Regions from separate parts of the Xenopus laevis genome. Here region 1 is linked to region 2. The links are chromatin contacts, called in public Hi-C maps. All regions are on one chromosome and are shown on one strand. The core of a region is the stretch at or near the end of the contact, and the rest is flanking DNA. Distances in the headings are between cores, read along the strand shown. Region 1 has its middle 10 kb from the start of rbfox2.L. Region 2 holds the start of fmc1.L (protein FMC1 homolog).

What was found. A called contact is a pair of places that touch in the nucleus more often than the background predicts.
Region 1: a contact with region 2 is called in a Hi-C map of the XTC cell line, with 2.7 times the contacts expected there. The contact joins the enhancer-like site here to the promoter of fmc1.L in region 2. A contact is called at or near these places in 2 of 4 Hi-C or Micro-C datasets (the XL177 cell line and the XTC cell line).

The regions. Positions count from the first base shown.
Region 1 is chr4L:112,470,976-112,474,541 of Xenopus_laevis_v10.1, forward strand. No RefSeq gene overlaps it. Among protein-coding and RNA genes, the nearest start is that of rbfox2.L, 10 kb to the left of the region's middle. Within about 2 kb of position 1,991, at least 1 of the 7 cell types and tissues checked has an H3K27ac peak or open chromatin away from gene starts, as enhancers often do.
Region 2 is chr4L:112,279,158-112,282,760 of Xenopus_laevis_v10.1, forward strand. It overlaps fmc1.L (protein FMC1 homolog), which reads left to right and starts at 1,491. Exons shown (of 2, transcript XM_018258755.2): 1 at 1,491-1,670; 2 at 3,325-3,603. The coding sequence starts at 1,539. The coding sequence ends at 3,528.

The sequences.
Region 1 (3,566 bases), core at 741-3,240, 190 kb after region 2:
GTCTCTTGGGGGGAAATGTGACTTGCAGCTTAAAGGAAAACTAAAGCTTATCTAAAGAAGTAGGCTAGAAATGTTGTACATTATGTTTTGGATTTCTGTACCAGCCTGAGGCATCCACAACCCTTTAACATGGAAGATATGTGCCACAAAAGATTCCCCAGTAGCTCCCCATATTCTTTTCTGCTGATTCACTGCACATGCTCTGTGCTGCCGTCAGTTACTGAGCTTAGGGACCCACTCAAAATATACAGTAAACATAGAATATAAATGTCACAATATAAGGCTGATTAGTAATTAATACAGATAATTACTACATGGCAGCTCTGAAACCAGTGCAACTAGCGCGAGAATTTAATAATCAGCCCTGTAGCATCAGCTTATAATACAGTCCAACCTCATTTTCTGCTGGATAATTTGTGAGAACCCCTAAGCTTAGCTTCTCAACAGCTGCTCAGAGCCCATTGAGCATGTGAGTGTCACAGACACTTTCCAAGATGGTGATCCCCGTGACAAGTTTGAAGTCCTGGATCATTGCTGCTATTGAGAAGCTGAAACTTTAGGCTGGTGCAATAAGTTCAGTATATAAAATATAAAATTTTTAGTCACATTCATTTTTAGGGTTAACATCTCCTTTAAAGGGCAATTCACCTAAATTAGCAAAACTGTAATAACACATAAAACCTGACCATAAACCCCCCAGAAATGTGTTCACAAACTTTCTATAATCTGCCAAATGGATTTGGTATTTAGGGAGTGTGGCCATAAAATGGGTGTGGGAAATACGCACTGCAAATCTTTTTGTCGCTTTTTCTATTTTCCAAATGTTGGGAGGTATGCCAGAGGCTGTACTAGGACTCACTTTCTGGATTGTCAGGATACCAGGATCCTGTGAATAAGGAATAGTTACTGATAGACAGACTCTGTCATAGTACACATCAGGTAGGATTAGTGAGAAAGGAATGCACATTGCCCCAAAGCACTGGAAAAGTAGTGGAGATATGGCTCCTCAGGCAATACGTTCCTTGTGCAAAGAGCATAATGTAAAGGACCAGTATCATTCCTAGTACTGGATGGCATTTGCTGTGGGCATTATTGGCAGATAGCAAGATTTAACCTGAGAGTTATACAGTGCAACTACACTCTTCATACAAAGAAAGCCAATTCTGAAACTAGAGTTGCATTCGAGACTGCTCTTCTGGGAGTTGCAGGGAATTGTCCCTCACCCAGCTGGTTTGAGCGCAGGTAAAATAATAAAATAGTGCCCCCTGTGTGACAGTAACAGAGCACTGCATTTACCCCTTATGTCATATATATATTAGGCAATATGAAATAAGTGGGTTTTTCTCATAATAAGAAAAGGATATTTCACAGAATTTGTGCAAAGCACACAGCAAATGTCTTCATTCTTTACAAGGAAAGAAATCTGGCAAAAACAACATGCCATCTGAGCATATAAAGCCCAGCTTTTGAAAAACAAAGCTATTTGTCCGGTTCTCCTGTTGGAAGCAAAGAAGTGTTTGTTATCATTTCCCAAGTCGTCCAGAATTTCTGACCCCATTTTAAAGGGGTTGTTCACCTTTAAATTAACTTTTATTATCATGTAGAGTGTGATTTTCTGAGACAATTTGCAATTGGTTTCCATGTTTTATTATTTTGGTTTTTGAGTTATTTAGCTTTTGATTCAGCAGCTCTCCAGTTTGCAATTTCAGCTATCTGGTTGCTAGGATCCAAATAATCCCAGCAACCATGCATTGATTTAAATGAGAGACTGGAATATGAACAGAATATGGGTAATAAAAAGTAGCAGTAACAATATAGTGGTAGACTTTTAGAGTATTTGTTGGGGGGCAGTGACCCCCATTTGTAGGCCCGGGCCAAGCCAGATGGGTGCCCAAGGCAACCTGGCCGACCTCTTCACCCCCTTGCCGGGGGTGCGTGTGCGCTCATGTACGGGAGTGTGTGCGTCACTTAGAGCGCATGGAGGGAAAGAGAGCGCACAGAAGCACACTGGAGAGTGCCGATAGAAGAGAAAGGGTCCGGACCAGGGGTAGGCTGAAAGAAGAGATATGTGCTGGGTGCCCCCAGGGGTGGGAAGGGGAAAACATTTTTTTACTTCCTTGTTTTGTGACAAAAAGTCACATGATTCCCCTCCCGCCTCTAATTTGCATATGCAAATTAGGATTCGGTTTAACTGGGCAGAAGGATTCGGCTGAATCCGAATCCTGCTGAAAAAGGCCAAATCAAGGCTGAATCCTGAACCGAATCCTGTATTCGGTGCATTCTTAACTATGAATTAGGGATATAGGCAATAATATGATTTGCAAGTAGAGGTAGAGGCAATACTCAAAACAACAATCTCACAATAGAATGACTTGCAAATAAAACTGTTATTTTTACATCTTTTGCGAACAAGTCTCATTTCACCGCATGCCCGTTTAAGCTGTGTTTATGTTAAGGGATACCATTGTGTCTGCTGTCAGAGGCCCAAGAAGACTATGACTTATGGGGTGTTACATAGGCAGAACAAAGAGTAACATTTCAATTAAACCCCAAATAGAAAATTGCACTCCAGAAAATGTGCCTTGTGCTCAAGGCTAAATTCCCGAGCAGGGAATCTGTCAAGAGAAATAAACAGGTACAAAGAAAAGAAACAGCAGGTCCAAGGTCATTCTGGAAACAGCAATATAAATGGAGACGATCACCAGGCAGAGTGCTTTGTGCATATGGGTCTCTATTACCCGTAGGAGCCGTTGGGCTGTCACACATCCCTTACAGCTAAGCAGCTACAAAAGAGACACAGTGCAGGCATGATTATTAACCTATTCATAGCTGATTATCTAGTAAATTGTACAAGCACCACATGCCTAAACCCATTTCATCCTACCAACTTGCAGGATGTTGTTCTTAAAGTGATACTAACACTAAAAAACTACTTTTTAAAATATGAAAGTATATTAAAAGTTACCTATAGGTCATGTTGATTGTTTTTTTGCTGAGTGGTTTGTTTTTGTAATTGTTAGTTGAAGCTCCTAAACCTGACTGTTTTGCTAACCTGACTGTCCCATCTCAGCCTGTCAGTTAAAGTTTCTAATGCTAACGGACTCCTGCTGCACAAATATGGCAGCCCCCACATACAGGAACATGGGGCATCAGACAGGTAATGGAAAAGCATTGTACAAATACTTTATGGCAAAGTTATAACATACCTCTCAACATTTTGGAAATAAAAAGAGGGACAAAAAAGTTGGTGTGCGTTGAATTTTTTGACCACACCCATTTGTGTGGCCACACCCCCTAATTACCGTGTTCATTTTACAAAATTTGGCAGATTATGAAAGTTTGAACATATTTCTGTGTTTTTTATTACAGTTTTGCTAATGAAGGTGAATTGCCCTTTAAGCTGTGAGTCTAACTTCTCCCAAGGAACCTGTTAATTACTTATTTGCTTATCTTGAAATTGATACAAATGTATCTTATCTGCAGCTGTGGCTGTTCTGGGCTCTCTGACAAAAGCCAATTAAGTTAGAAACTATGTTTCTTTTTCTGGCTGTTCAGTGCAGAGAAAA
Region 2 (3,603 bases), core at 241-2,740:
AAAGGCTTCAGGCACAGAGAACAGGCCAAGTTGTGCCAAAAACACCAATTGTTTTACACACTTCCAAGTCAAGTTTCCATGATAAGGTTTCAACATGATCTTCAAAGAGGAAGGAGGGTTAGCTGGTCATCTTGAACATAAAGAAAATTATGTACATCACAGATATGTAGAGCACTGTCCTTTGCGATGTAATACCCCAAGCATATTAGTAGTAGTAGTAGCAGCGGTGGTGATCCCTTGTGCAGTTATATGTAGTAGAGCAAGAGTAAAGCTCAACTTTGAATGCATACACACAACACCCAGACAGCGGTCAAGAGCTGCCTCATCTACAATGCGGCTCCCCCTACCCCCAGCGCTTACCTTTTCTGTGCTAGAAATGGTATGGGGGGGGGGGAAATCACTTGTGTAGTCCCTGGTAACTTGCTTGGCACTGCAAACTGAGACAAGTTTATTAAAGGAAAACTATACTCCCAAAATGAACACTTAAGCAACAGTCTACATCATATTAAGTGGCATATTAAAGAATCTTACCAAACTGGAATATATATTTAAGTAAATATTGCCCTTTTACATCTCTTGCCTTGAACCACCATTTTGTGATTGTCTCTGTGTTGCCTCAGAGATCACCTGACCAGAAATAGTAACAACTCTAACTGTAACAGGAAGAAGTGTTGAAGCAAAAGACAGAATTCTGGCACAGTGAATCGTACGATCCCTTATTTTTTAAAATGGAAATTTTCTATTTATGATTACCCAATCATATGAAAAATCTTATGAAAATGGTTTATTTACATGAAGCAGGGTTTTACATACGAGCTGTTTTATGTGCCAGACTGGCAATCTGTGGGTTCTGGCAAATGCCAGAGGGGCTGCTGTATGGTTCTATAGAAAGTTACCATATTGTGGGCTGGTAGGAGGCTGTTTGGGCCTCTGTGTACTTGGAATTGCAGGGCCTATTTTGACTCCCAGTCCAGGCCTGTTGGAGGGTATAGTTTTCCTTTAAGTTCCTTCACTGGTGAAAAGCCCCGTGCACCCAGGCCTGCAGCAAAGATCCTGAAACAAGAAAATATTGGCAGAACCGTGTTCTGTTCCGGTCTACAGTAAAATATTATCTCTGGGGGTTAGGGTTGCCACTTGGCCGGTGTTTTACTGGCCTGTCGGTAAATATGTTGCTTGATGCCAATGTTATTTATAGGGAAAAAAACATAAAAATATAGGAAGGCCGGTATTTTTTCCCAGAAAAGGTGACATTGGGGTGCCTAACAAACTGTCACGCAAAAGGTCCCAATTCCCAGGGTCCAAAAGTTTGACAACAAAAAAATGGCATATAAAATAACATGTATATTAATGTATAATGTAGCAGAAAGCCAGATTTAGAATGTGGAGGTTCCTTCTCTAACTACCGCCATTCCATCCTGACTTCACACTGAAGGTCAAACCTACTGCAGTTTAGCTGACAATTTCCCGCCTTCGGCAATCGATTTGTTCGCCCTTGACTTCTCGGCAGTCAACGAGCTCCCCTTTCCACTCGCGCAAAGATGGCGGCCCTCGGTTCTCCCTTGCGTACGTTTCGCAGTCTTTTAAGAGAACTGCGCTACATGAGTGGCCCGAACCGCTATCGTGACACGGCGGCTTATAACTACATTAGAGAGCAATTCAGAAGGAATCAGGTGAGGAGTCCGAGCGCGGGGACGGTAATGGCGCTGCTCATTGGAGCCGCCATATTGTTGTAGCTGCGATTAGCTGAACACAGGGGGTTCGCTGATACAGACAACACTACTTTATTGGGCGTGTGTCTGCATCAGTTTAAATGTGCTTTGTTTGTAGCCTCGTTGGCCAAGAATACAATTATCTAACTAATATATATACATTTATAATATAATACATTTAGGTATAATGTATTTATATAATGTAAATGGGCGCCCTCACTATTCTACTTGTCCTGCTGGAGGTTAGTGAACTTCCACTTCATCACACGAGGCTGTGAGGCTGCTCCTAATTTCCAGTCTATTTCCTTTATATAGTTCTCTCTCTCTCTCTCTCTCTCTCTCTCTCTCTCTCTCTCTCTCTCTCTCTCTCTCATATATTGTCAGGGAGGTGTTTATAAAGCATTACTCTTATGTGGGGCTTGAGTTCAAGAGCTCATTAATAAGCTATAGAGATAATGTCTGGTGCTGCTGCTCCCAGGTCTCTGCAGGAATAAAGCAGGTCCTGACTGCCAATCTGTGGCTTCTGGCTAATGCCAGAGGGGCTGCTGTAAGTTGCCATAGACAGTCACTATATATTGGGCTGGCTGTGGATGTTTGGGCCTCTGTGTACCTGAAATGCCAGGGCCTATTTTGAATCTCAGTCCAGCCCTGGCATCAAGACAATAAACATGATTCAATTGTGCTTGTATGTACGTATTCACATGTTTCAGATCATAACATGTATATGTGGAAGGACAGCGTTTTCATGTCTTTGTGTCATAAAACACCAGAGAAGCCCAGAATATCAGCTTGAACTGCCTGTGTTCTGTCATTTTTGAGTATCACGGTGCTAATAGCTTAAAAAGTAAGGGCAATGCCACTCTGGGGCAGATTTATCAAGGGTCGAATTTCGAAGTGGAAAATACTTCGAAATTCGACCATCGAATAGAATCCTCCGACTTTCGAAGTCGGAGGATTTTATTAGTCATACGATCGTACTTCGAATTGTACGATTCGAATGATTTTATCGTACGATCGTACGATTTTCCTACGAATATAAAAAACTTAGAAAATTGCTCTTGAAGATCCTCATAGGCTAACATAGCACTTCGGCAGGTTTAAGTTGGTTAAAGAGACAGTACTTTGATGGTCGAATGGTCCAATAATCGAACGAGTTTTACTTTGAATCGAAGTCAAAGTAATTTCGAAGTCATAGTATCTTTTTGTACTTCGAAAATTCACTCAAACCTTAGTAAATCTGCCCCTTTGTGTATTTATAGGCCATGTTGTGTTGCCGCTACAAATTACCAGAAAATACCCTGCCATAGACACCAGTGGAAAATGTCTCCACTAAAAGAGTCAAATCACGTAATACTGGTTGACCCCTTATGTGTTTTATTAAATGGCTGCTTATTGCTTGCCAAATTTAACCAATTTTTAGTAATTGTGTTGGAACCACTTTAACTTACTGTATATCTTATTTTCAGTTGTATTCTAAGAATGTCTAAATGGAATGTTTTATTTTTATGGCCTTCATGAAACAGGTGCAGTGTATCTTGGGACTATCTGGACAATGTACCCCAGTGTGTCCTGTGCCTTTACTACCTTGTTGTTTGACATCTCTGTTATTTCTCAGGTAACAGAAGAGAAGTTCTGTCGGGCCCAACAGGAGTTGCATTTCCAAGCCTCGACTTACCTCTGCCTCCTACGCAGTGTCAGAAACCATGATCTGCTCCACCAGGAGTATCACGGCAAGGGAGAGCGCAGCCCAGAACAAGTGGCCGGTCTGGTGGGTTTGAAACTGCCAAAGCAACCCGGAGGCAAAGGCTGGGAGAGATGAAGCGTGGTATTGCTGCAGTCTCACCTTCATATACTGCACATTATTCATCTGACTTCTATTTTTGTACATAAATGT